Regions from separate parts of the Mus musculus genome. Here regions 1, 3 and 4 are each linked to region 2. The links are chromatin contacts, called in public Hi-C and HiChIP or PLAC-seq maps. All regions are on one chromosome and are shown on one strand. Each heading gives the region's core, a stretch centred on a gene start, on an enhancer-like site or on the middle of the called end of the contact. The rest is flanking DNA. Distances are from core to core; before and after follow the strand shown.

What was found. A called contact is a pair of places that touch in the nucleus more often than the background predicts. HiChIP or PLAC-seq counts read pairs in DNA pulled down with a chosen protein or histone mark.
Region 1: a contact with region 2 is called in a Hi-C map of myocytes, with 3 times the contacts expected there. The contact joins two enhancer-like sites. A contact is called at or near these places in 1 of 484 Hi-C or Micro-C datasets (myocytes) and 2 of 115 datasets of contacts at active chromatin or transcription factors (the 230-238 cell line and large pre-B cells).
Region 3: an H3K4me3 HiChIP or PLAC-seq map of bone marrow-derived macrophages shows a contact between it and region 2, with 4 times the contacts expected there. The contact joins two enhancer-like sites.
Region 4: a contact with region 2 is called in an H3K4me3 HiChIP or PLAC-seq map of bone marrow-derived macrophages, with 8 times the contacts expected there. The contact joins two enhancer-like sites. A contact is called at or near these places in 1 of 484 Hi-C or Micro-C datasets (bone marrow-derived macrophages), 2 of 115 datasets of contacts at active chromatin or transcription factors (bone marrow-derived macrophages and large pre-B cells) and 1 of 9 other capture datasets (bone marrow-derived macrophages).

Annotation. Positions count from the first base shown.
Region 1 is chr13:82,892,313-82,895,013 of GRCm38.p6, reverse strand. No RefSeq gene overlaps it. Among named protein-coding and RNA genes, the nearest start is that of Mir3961, 200 kb to the right of the region's middle. Within about 2 kb of position 1,398, at least 40 of the 459 cell types and tissues checked have an H3K27ac peak or open chromatin away from gene starts, as enhancers often do. A contact at or near this core is called in myocytes, where this site is marked.
Region 2 is chr13:83,603,079-83,605,778 of GRCm38.p6, reverse strand. The region is part of intron 3 of Mef2c (myocyte enhancer factor 2C); the gene reads right to left. It overlaps Gm52043 (a long non-coding RNA gene), which reads left to right. Exons shown (of 3, transcript XR_003950628.1): 1 at 1-2,700. Among named protein-coding and RNA genes, the nearest start is that of Gm52043, 21 kb to the left of the region's middle. Within about 2 kb of position 1,253, at least 154 of the 459 cell types and tissues checked have an H3K27ac peak or open chromatin away from gene starts, as enhancers often do. A contact at or near this core is called in bone marrow-derived macrophages and myocytes, where this site is marked.
Region 3 is chr13:83,028,983-83,031,682 of GRCm38.p6, reverse strand. No RefSeq gene overlaps it. Among named protein-coding and RNA genes, the nearest start is that of Gm33073, 90 kb to the left of the region's middle. Within about 2 kb of position 1,317, at least 1 of the 459 cell types and tissues checked has an H3K27ac peak or open chromatin away from gene starts, as enhancers often do. A contact at or near this core is called in bone marrow-derived macrophages, where this site is marked.
Region 4 is chr13:82,948,207-82,951,097 of GRCm38.p6, reverse strand. No RefSeq gene overlaps it. Among named protein-coding and RNA genes, the nearest start is that of Gm33073, 170 kb to the left of the region's middle. Within about 2 kb of position 1,342, at least 28 of the 459 cell types and tissues checked have an H3K27ac peak or open chromatin away from gene starts, as enhancers often do. A contact at or near this core is called in bone marrow-derived macrophages, where this site is marked.

The DNA of each region.
Region 1 (2,701 bases), core at 149-2,648, 710 kb after region 2:
CAAGATACAGCATGGGATTTACTAAGTAGTAGTTCAGAATTGTCGGAGGGGGGAGTGGATATTAGGCAATAGCCTAGCTATTGAGCTACTTAAGGCATATTAAAATATAAAGGCTGTGTGTGTGTGTGTGTGTGTGTGTGTGTGTGTGTGTGCGCGCGCGCGCGTGTGTTTCTTTCATTTGGGAACCCAAACCATTGAGGTGGGTAGCCAATCTGCTACTGGGTTTTATTAATTAATTTTTATACCAGTAGATGGCCCTCAACAAATTAATGGCATCCTATTATGTATTAAACAATTCTGAAATCTGTCATTCATTTCTATATTAACCTTCTTATGAAGCTAAACAATGATTGCCACCCTCCCCCTTTTATAAGATGAAATATAACCCAATCAAAATAGCAGAAAGAAAATTAGACTCATCCAGTGTCACAGGTGAATAATCAGGAAGCAAGCAAGCAGGTGGGGATCCCCATACTGTGGCACCACTTGGCTTCATGAGATTCACCTCAATGGAAACATGCTTTTACCAGTTTTCTTATATATCTTCAAATCTATGTCTACATAATGTTTTATCGTAATACTCTGTGCTACATCCCAGTCTCAAAAATAAGACAGCCAAGAAGCAGGGAGGTAGGCTAATGCATATGTGATCACATGCAGAATGCCTTGGAAAGATGGACAGATTTAAAATTCTGCTCCTCGAATGTTCATCATCCAGCTAAAACTATGGCTATATTCCTGTCTTATCCAAAACAACCTTATCAATCCAGGTGAGAATCAGGACTCTTTAACATGTCTGTTTTTATTTTTCGTTTAAAAATTGAGAAGGAAAACCTGTCTCTACAAAATCAGATATAATTTTCAAAAGTGGAATTTTAGAAAAGGAAAGGCAAATACAGCAGTCTTGTAAGTGTAACATGACGGAACAGGTATGTGACAGTACAGGTATGTGACAGTACAGGTGTGTGACAGTACAGGTATGTGAGAGTACAGGTATGCTGTCATTAACACCGCACCAACCAGCTCCAGCTCTAGCTCTGGTAGTTTAAACATTGCTGGCTTCATTAATGAAACCACATGCCGTCCCTTTAGCATCTTTGGGAGAGAAGTAAGTGGATTTAGTGGCCTGTCACTTGCTCAGACTGTTGCACTCTTTGGCTGTAGTGACACGTTTCCTTGGTAACCTGAGTGATGAAAGCAAGTAGAGTCTTAGTAGGGGGCCTTTGGGAAACCTGTGGCTTTGTATTTTCTCCAGGAGATAAAGAACCCAGGGAGGGATTTGATAGTGTTGGGACATTGCTCAGTGGTCTGCTCTGGACCACTCTGGAGCAGTCAGTTCAGAAAGCACTGTCTGATTCTCTCTGAGGGAGTCACATGCATGAACTTCTGCAAGAATTTTCCTATGAGTGTTCATGAGGAAATGATACTTAACTTCTAAAACATCTACAAAATGAAGAGGAAATTACACCTAGTTGGCAGAAGCCAAGAAGTGTATAAACTTCCCAAGCAGGGCATCTAAAATAAATATCCTCTCATCTCTTCTCTTACCCTTGATTACACGTCTTCAATTAAAAAAAATGTATCATGAAATTTTAGGATGAATCTATAGTTTCAGATGAATTATGAATCCCCCTGTTTCCTAAGAAGTCAAATCTATCCTGACTCAGTTTTCCATTGGTAGTTGGTCTGATGATGCAAGCCAAAGAAGCAGGTTGGTGATTTGAGGAGAAAAATGGAAGGCAGGACAGCATCCAATTGCTTACACTTTACATTTGGCCAAGCAGTAAACACAACGTCTTGATTTGCCAGGCTTTTCAAACTGGCTATTTTTAACCTTGCTTTCACCACTAGCTGTTCAAAGCCATACCAGTAAGTACCTTGACACAAAACCACTGAAGGGTGTGGTCCTCATTTGGACTAGGCAATGAACAGGGAAGCTATTTATTTCTAGGGCATCTTTGTTCAGTGACTCATGTTTCTACTGGAAAATTGGCCACAGTTTTTTAGCAGTTCTTTCCTGCCAGCTCTTCTGGCATCCTACCCAGTGCTTCCACTCCCCATCCCCCTCTTCTTGCCCAGTTTGCTTTCATATTCCTAAGGCCTGACTTAATAATAGTCATTGTTCTGCCTTAACCTTGAGGATGGGGAATGCAGGCACTGAAGGGCATAGCTGTGTGCTATAATGAGCGTTTGGCGCTAGAGCAGGTGGGAAAGGCTTTGGGGATCTGGGCAGATTAGGAGGAGAGGAGGCTCTAGCAGATGTTGAAGAAGATGATGTATTGCTGCTCACTCTGGGATTCAGACAATACCAGTGCTAAAGTAGAAAAGGGAAAGGGGAAATCCATCTCTTCAGATACAACCTGGGCTATGAACTGGACACACTTGAAAATGAGCATGTAGAACAAGCAAATATATTTCTAGGTCCTGAATTTTCTCCTGTCCTTTTTTTTTTCCACTGTTGAAAGATTAATTACCAAATTGGCATTTTAATTTGAATATTAACTATATCCAGGGTTAACTTACTTCCATCAGCTTAATTTATTAATATGACTTCTTTGTGTCTTGGGAGAAAGAACCAAGAATATTTTTTCACCTGTTGTTAGAATCAAGGAGCTGTATACATAAAGCAAGGTGAATACAGTTTACTTAGTGATTGTTCTGGTTTTACTAACAGAAGATATACATATTTAAAGTTGTTCTT
Region 2 (2,700 bases), core at 4-2,503:
TTTTGACTTCTATTATAGATAAATAGTCCTGAAGTTGTTTCAAGTCCCTACAGATTAGGAGGTAGTCAAATCGATAGCAACTACATAATACATAAAGGATGGATGCAAATTTTATAGCGAAGAAATTAATTATTAATTTGTATCTGTTTACTGTAACAAAAATTTGTTGTCAGCTCTTTCTGGTTTAACAATGCTTGAGTTAAGGTTGATAAATTATATATGAAAATATGACTGTTTAAGGGCAAAATGACTCTAACATAATTATACTTTGAGATGTTTATGAATGTCATATAACCTATTGTATGTAGAAACTCAGAAACAGTTCTTTCTGTATGCTAGCATAGTGAATATATGCTATCTAACAATATTAAATTTTTTATGTCAACAATTAAAAAGACAATATTTTGCATTGCAAAGACTGTTTTATAGTGAAAAAGATACTATAATATCGAAGATAACCATTGCCAAAGTTGAGTGAATAATGACAATTTTGTTTTAAAGTATACACGTCAACAGCTTTGTCCCTAGAACACAGCTCTGAGTGGCTCACTATCTAGGTTGGAAATGGTTATGCAGGATTGTGTGTCCTATTTTTCCATGCCTGCAGTAAAGATACAATATGGGAATTCAGCTTGGTAATTACTAATACACCACACAGACACAATTACACCCTGTGTGCTGCATAAAGGAATCACTTGTGGTCTGCATCCATTACAAAGAGCGGTAGGGGGCCAACAGGGAAACCGACAAAATGCTTTACAAGACGGAAGGAGACCAGAAGAGTCAATGTACACAGATACAAGGACCTTGATTCTTCTAGCAATGATTTAAGTCTCTTTCCATCCATTAGTTTCCTTTGTCTCAGGAGTCCTTAGCTGCATTACAGGAACTGAAAATAACAATGCTCAGACCCATGCAACTCCTGAGCTGCGCTGACATCTCCACTCCTGTTGCTATGTTTGACCTGATTATTTAGATTACTTAACCAAAAGAAAACGATGTGTGTGTGTGTGTGTGTGTGTGTGTGTGTGTGTAATCACCACAGCAAAAACTGTCTATGTGTCTGTGTAAAAAATGGCTTATTCAGAATGCCAGTTTTAAAAACAGAAAGCCATCTTCTAAAGGATTTTTTTTGAGATGGTTTTTATTCCATTTTAAGAATTAAAAGGGAAAAAAAAAACCTGCTTGGGTGTAGACAGCTTTAAGAAAGTGGTTAAATAGGGGATCTATTCCGCCAAGCCTGTCCTTCCACCAAGGGCCTTAAGCCAACGCGTCAGCTGCTGCTCTGCAGCCACAGTGAGTCACACAAGTAATCTCTCTGTGAAACTTGAAAGTTTTGAGTTTAATTGCAAGCAGTAAGTAGGGCTTTTTTTTTTTATTATAACAGAGTTTCCTGTTAATTATTACATGATGTACATAATTTTCCAACATTTTCATTTAAGAATCCTTTTTCTTAAAAAAGAAAGCCTTACAATTATGAAATTTTAAGACCTTACAAAAGTTACTTATGGCAGTTTGTCAGGTTCTGTGAAACAAAGCCTTGTCTTTCAGAAAATGTTTACAATCTATGAAGGGGAAAAAAACTATCCTGGGGCTAAAATGTTTACTGGCACCTCGAAGTCTGAAGAGAGAGTCCAGCCTGTGGTTTCTGGAGGGCACTTTATCATGGCCTGTGTTCTCAAAGGTTTCTCTGAATGAATAGAACTGGATTACTCAGCCCTCTGTTCCACGCCTATTCCTCTCCATTTTCTTTGGCACGACTGAGAGCCAGGCTATTTTTAGTTAAGCAGTTTTCTATTTTTAGGCAACTGCCAGTTAGAAGACATTTGTTAGGAAAAAATTAAACACACACACACACATATACAGACACACACACACACACACACATACACGCGCGCACACAAACACACACACACACACACACACACACACACACACACACACACACACACACACACACGAGGAGGGAAGGAAGCCTCTCTCCACATATTGTGAAGCAGCCTTCAACCTGTATCTCCAGGCATTTCAGCTGCTTTCAATCTTGGAAAAATAAAGAAAAATTCAGAGTTCAGGGTTTTAAAAATAAACCTACCCTCTGGCTAACAGACCATAATACAACAAGCTGTTACTATGTGAAGCATTGACTATAGAAATCAAGAACACTCTCCAATGATTAAACTGAGAGAAAAAGTTGAAGAGCATTAGGTTATAGGAATGTTACACAAGTATGTAACAATTTTCCAGCCCTTTAGCCAAAGTATCCTGTTTTAGAATTAGGGGGTGGGGACTCCTCTGTCAAGGCTGTGGGATAGAACTTTAAAGTGGAACTTTTAAATCAAACTTTAGGAAGATATCTGCTGCATTTTGTTAATATATTTTATGGGTTTTTTCCCTAAAATTATAACCACCTGTTTACAGAGCAACTCTATATTTAAAAAATCAAACCCAATGGGAAATCAGACTCCAACATATCCATACCATGGACAAACCTGGTCTGTACATACATTTTATGACTCTATCACTGCATTTACATATTCTTTAATATTTAAATATATATTGAAAAATCTATAGATCCTTAATCTTATTTTTACTTTAAATGGCAATAAATACTTACACACATCAATGTATTCCACTCATCATTGAAAGGTCACTCTTTCATTTACAAATCTACCATGAGGGGCTGGAAAAATGGGTCAATCA
Region 3 (2,700 bases), core at 68-2,567, 570 kb after region 2:
ATCCCAAAAGTTCCCTATATCCTCCCCCTGCCCTGCTCCCCTACCCACCCACTCCCACTTCTTGGCCCTGGCGTTCCCATGTACTGGGGCATATAAAGTTTGCAATACCAAGGGACCTCTCTTCTCAGAGATGGCCGATGAGACCATCTTCTCCTACATATGCAGCTAGAGACACAAGCTCTGGGGGTACTGATTAGTTCATATTGTTATTCCACTTATTGGGTTGCAGACCCCTTCAGCTCCTTGGGTACTTTCTCTAGCTTCTCCATTGGGGATCCTGTGTTCCATCCTACAGATGACTGTGAGCATCCACTTCTGTATTTGCCAGGCACTGGCATGGCCTCATGACTCAAAACAAGTCCAAAATCCAGGAGAGAAATCATCAACACATGTTCCCTCTGTCTGGTATTTGGGGCTTAGATGATATTGACCCTCCCCCAGGGTTTCTGCTTGCAACATACATATATGTATTGAGTTGTTTCCATTCCTTGTGTGCAGGTCTACTTGGCGAATATTTAATAGCACTGGAATCTTCCACAGCTTTTTGACCCTACCACAACTTAGACCCCACTGTCACAGCTTCACAAAATGGCTTCTTAGGGTTTCATTGTAGGGAAATTGTAGGCTCTATGGCCTGTTTCCTGATTAAGGGGAAAAAAATCATCATCCCTTCAATCTTGCACCTTTCATGCTTCAAATACCAGTACTACATGAATGACATTGGCACTTTTGCCAGCCAACCTAGAAGTGCCCCTTCCCCAGGTGGATCACTGTTGAAAAACTCTTCTTCATGATGAGAATAAACTCCCTTAGGAAATAACTATAAGAGCTGGAAACACCCTCGTCCCCCTTCTTTCACAAACTCGAAGCTTAAGTGGGTGGAGTCTTGTTCTCAGAACATCTTTATGTGTTCTCCATGCAAAGCAGGATGCCTTTCTGTAAGAACAGCAATTTCTTTAACAATTACAGCTTCTTTTCTTTTAAAAACAAAGCTTCATTGCTATATTAATCATCTTACTTCTTTTTTCTCTTCAAACTTTAGACTTTAATATTTATTTCTGCCACCTTGTTTTTATATTTTCATTCTATATCTGTATAAGAGTAATAACTAATAACCACATTATAGACACACTATTTTGCTGTCTTGAAATTTCTGCAAAAGAACACATTATACTCGTTTTAATCACAGCTCCTTGTGTATTTGCAGGACACTGGCAGAATATAGCTAGGGTTTTTAGTTGTTGTATCACAGGACCAAATCCTGATGTAAGTTCCCAGAGATAGTTTGCTTCCTTTTACTGTTGCATGAACTGTGCCTTTACTGTCCAACTTCCTTTTTGAATGGCTGACTTCTAAGCTATCATAAGAATGACTAATTAAGTACTGCCTACAGAATTCAATAATTCTTTTCTAGAGTAGCAAGTATTTCCATAAAATAGTATAGATTGTGTGCATAAAAGTCACACAATCAGGTTTATTACAGGACCAAAACCACTCTCAGTACCAAGTCATGTCCTAGCTTCATTTTATTCAAAGAAACACTCTGATGAATATGCTTATTTGGCTTACACTTCCTTGTTAGTCTCTCATTGACATAGGTTAGAGCAGAAGCTCAATTCAGGATTATAGAGGGATGTTACTTGTTGGCTTGCTTACTGGATTACTCACTGTCTCATACCTACCTAGGTTTCTGGTACACTTTAGGATCAACTACCTATGGAATAGTGCAACCCATAGTGATCTGTATAAATTAAGAGCTAAGGCGGTTCTTCACAGACGATGTATTATAATCAATTCCTCAATTAAGTTTTATCTTCCCAGATAAATTTAGTTTGTAACAAGTATACAAAGCTAAGCATGACCTATAAAATGCAAATCACCAATATTGGGTGAGATCTGAAGCAGAGATGGAGAAGAAATCATCTTAGTAGGTGCTCATGATTAAATTATATAGTGAAGACATTAACAAGCTTTACTAAAGATGTTGATGTTTTAGAGGTCCAGATTAAGAGGTAGATTTTCCCTTAACAATTTATTCCTACTGTAATTTAAAAAGTTACTATCTGAATAAAGACAACAGCAAGGCTTAAAATAGAAACAAACAAGCAAACACACACACACATACAAACAAAAACTGAATCAAGGGATACTAAAGTTCTATAAAGAAGGGAGTGGTAAATGATTACACACAGGCACAATCTATCATCTAGTTGAATTAAACCAGGAAGCCATCAGATATCTGGGAGGCAGACAAATAATTTTTAACATTTCGTCATATTTATGTTTAAAATTTCAAACTATGGAAATGGGATAGGAAAAATACAGCCATACAGATATAGTTGTATTTTTCTTCTTGCTGTACTATTCTCTTCCTCCCATTGCCTTCAAAGAATATCATTTTAAAGACTGGACATTCATCTTACCATTTGATTTTTTTTCATTTGCTACCACATGTATGTTTAGGAAACTACTTTGGTAGATTATTTTAAAATGTCTATACTCTTAACTTACTCTACAAGTTATCATGGTATTGAAATTTATGAATGGTTGTACATATAGATATAACATTCTATATGTTATCTTGCTTTCAGTTAAGTGAATAAAGTTTTCTATATTTTAATAACTATTTGAATGTTGTGAGATTCATTTTTATTATTTCACATATAGTTTACCATTAAAATAATTAACATATTCAACATG
Region 4 (2,891 bases), core at 93-2,592, 650 kb after region 2:
TGTATAGGGGACTTTTGGGATAGCATTTGAAATGCAAATGAAGGAACTATCTCATTTAAAAAAATGTAGTGTGCATCTCATTCCACAGAAGACAAAAAGTCATTTGACATCAAGTAACTCTAGTGGAACTCATGCCTAGTCCCATTGATTTGGACAAAACTGTTGGATGGCTAGGTCGTAAGCTCTTAGGGAGAACCTGATGCTATTAATTTTCTAAATAAAATTGTAACAAACATTTCTCTGCTTTCATCTTTGCACCCGAAAATTAGTTAATCTCTCAACATTTATTATAGAAGCTTCTTTTTACAGTAGATGCCAATTAATTTAGAGAGCCCCACTGGTCAACATGCAGATAATACAGTCTGTGAAATGCTCAGTTCCCATGGGACATCTATATAACACCTCTTACCCCATGCTCAGGTATTATTGCAGAACAAAGGCTGAGAATATTGTAATGTCAAGAGGTAATTGCATTTCTTCAGTGAAGCAATATTTGCCACACATGACAAGAAGGTTCATATACTTGGTTACCAGCCCATAGTGAACCGGACACACTCAGGAAGCAGCATAGATGTGACTGTCGTTTCTAGCTAGTTGATATTCCTGTACTAGAGCTCCTGTTCAGGTGCAGCAACTGTGAGACATGGGCAACCGTCAGACCTCTGTTTCTAGGGTTTTATTTTGTATGTTCATGTTTCTGAACAAATTATTGGAGTCAAGCAACAAGATCAGACCAAAGAGGGATGTTCGCTCCATACCAGAAGTTTTAGAGTTATAAGGTTCACTGAGGTCTAAGCAATGTTTAACACAAGTCTTCTCAAACATCTTTATTAGGATTTATTATCATTCTTTTTGAAAAAAATGAAAAATTCTGAGGTTGGGTGTGGTTAATTTATCTTTACTTAATCTCTTAACCTGTGTGCTGAGCGGTTACACATCGACTACACTGAGATTTCTCTCTAAGATATGTTAAATGTATAACAATTTTAAAAGATTTGCTTAACTAGAACAAAAAAAATTAAAGGAAAAGGTTCTTTAATAAAATCCAGAAAACCAAAAGCATAGTTATTGTATTTTATAAAATATTTTATATGTATACAGCATTTAAATTTTAAATATCAGGAAAAATAGCTTTTGTGTTTTACATAGCTTTAAGTCAAATACGCATAATTGCTGAAATGACACATGATGCTTATTTATGTTCTGATGCTGGGAGTGAAACGGAGTATTTCTTTCCTTCACAAAGTACAAAGGGTTTCAGAATCAAGTGTATTCCAGCAGCAGCCCAGGCTTGCTGACAAGATATTTTGAAACAACTTGCTATTAGGAAGGAAGTCTGCGTGGGTGGATGAGGAACAGCTCATGCCCATATGACACATGCAAGTTGTGAACGTGTTAAAAGCCCATGATGTAGAACATAAACGGGTGTGACAATTTATCTCAGCGACATAAAGGACCTTTCTCTAGTCTGTATTTTTCAGCTTTATTCTGCATTAGCTCCCCTTTCTCTTTCTACTTTGTTCTCTTTTACCTCAGTCAGGTCATATGCTGCTGGTTGTAAACAATACTGTTTATAAAATTATGAGAAAATGTCAGAGCTACCAACTATCTTAAATAAACTGTGTGAACTTTTGAGATGAAGTTGTTTGCCCTTGTTACTGCGGTAAACTATTCAAAAATCATTGCTACATGTGAACTATTATAAGATTCTCTCCTCTTTAAAAAATCTAATAATATTTTATGCATTTACAGTTACTCTATGTAAAACTGTCAGGGTGGTTTTATGTGTAAACATCTTTGCATGCCACAGATTTTGATAGTAAATAAGACACTAAAATTGTTACCCTAGAACAAAAGAAAATCAAGGGATTCTTCCCTAACAATGCCGCACACAGAAATTGGAAACCCATCAAATAATGTATTCAACAAACAATTATCGAGTTTTTACAACTTTCAAGACATGCTGACAGGTGGTTCAGTATTTCCCATATGAAGATCATAAAGATCATGATCATGAGAAGGTCAGAGCCCATTTTATTACTGTACAAGTTGCCATAAGTCCAGTTGTATCCACAATATCCATGGTCAATACTCTCCTATACACACTAACAATGGACTTCTCTTAGTAACCCTTGTCATACTCTGAACTTGGCTTAAATAAAGTTTTGGTAACCATGTATATTGATCACTTATATATACAAGTAATCTCAAGGGCTTGAAAACCCAAGCTTTTTGAAGGCTTCAGTAGCAACGTGGGGCTATAGGTTCCTTAGAGTATAGAGCACTGACTACGGTAGTATGTGGAGTATAGTATGAAAGCATTGGCATCTGTATCAACAGTGAGTTCACAAGGCATCCCTGTCCTAGTTAACATCCTTGGTCTGATTTTTACTCAAAGAAATCTGAGGCATGCATGGTATTTTCCTTTTAGACAGGTCCTCTTTTATTTAAGATAATTTATCAGTGTTTTCTTTAATAGTGTCTTAGCAACATTTTGGATTTCTTAAGATACCGCTAATGGTTACATCATGAGACATATTCTTAAAACAGATCACTCTACTGTAAACCAATTCAAGGCAATGACTGTAGTCCAACAACCTTAACATCCATAGATAAATTGTAGCAGAGATGTCAGAAACAAGCTAATATTTTTTTTCTCCCTGCCTCCTCATCTCTCTTGTCTAACGGAATGGATCTGTGAAACATACCATATAAACTATCTGTGATCTCAACAAAATGTTATAGTTGCGTTCTTGAATCTGTCTGTACTTTGGAGGAGGCAGAAAGAGTGTAAGAGCCAAAGAAAATAAAGGACACCAAGGATTAAAGGCCTTCTAAACATAAGGATGGCAGACATATGAACTCCCAGAGACTGTATGGTAGCATGCATG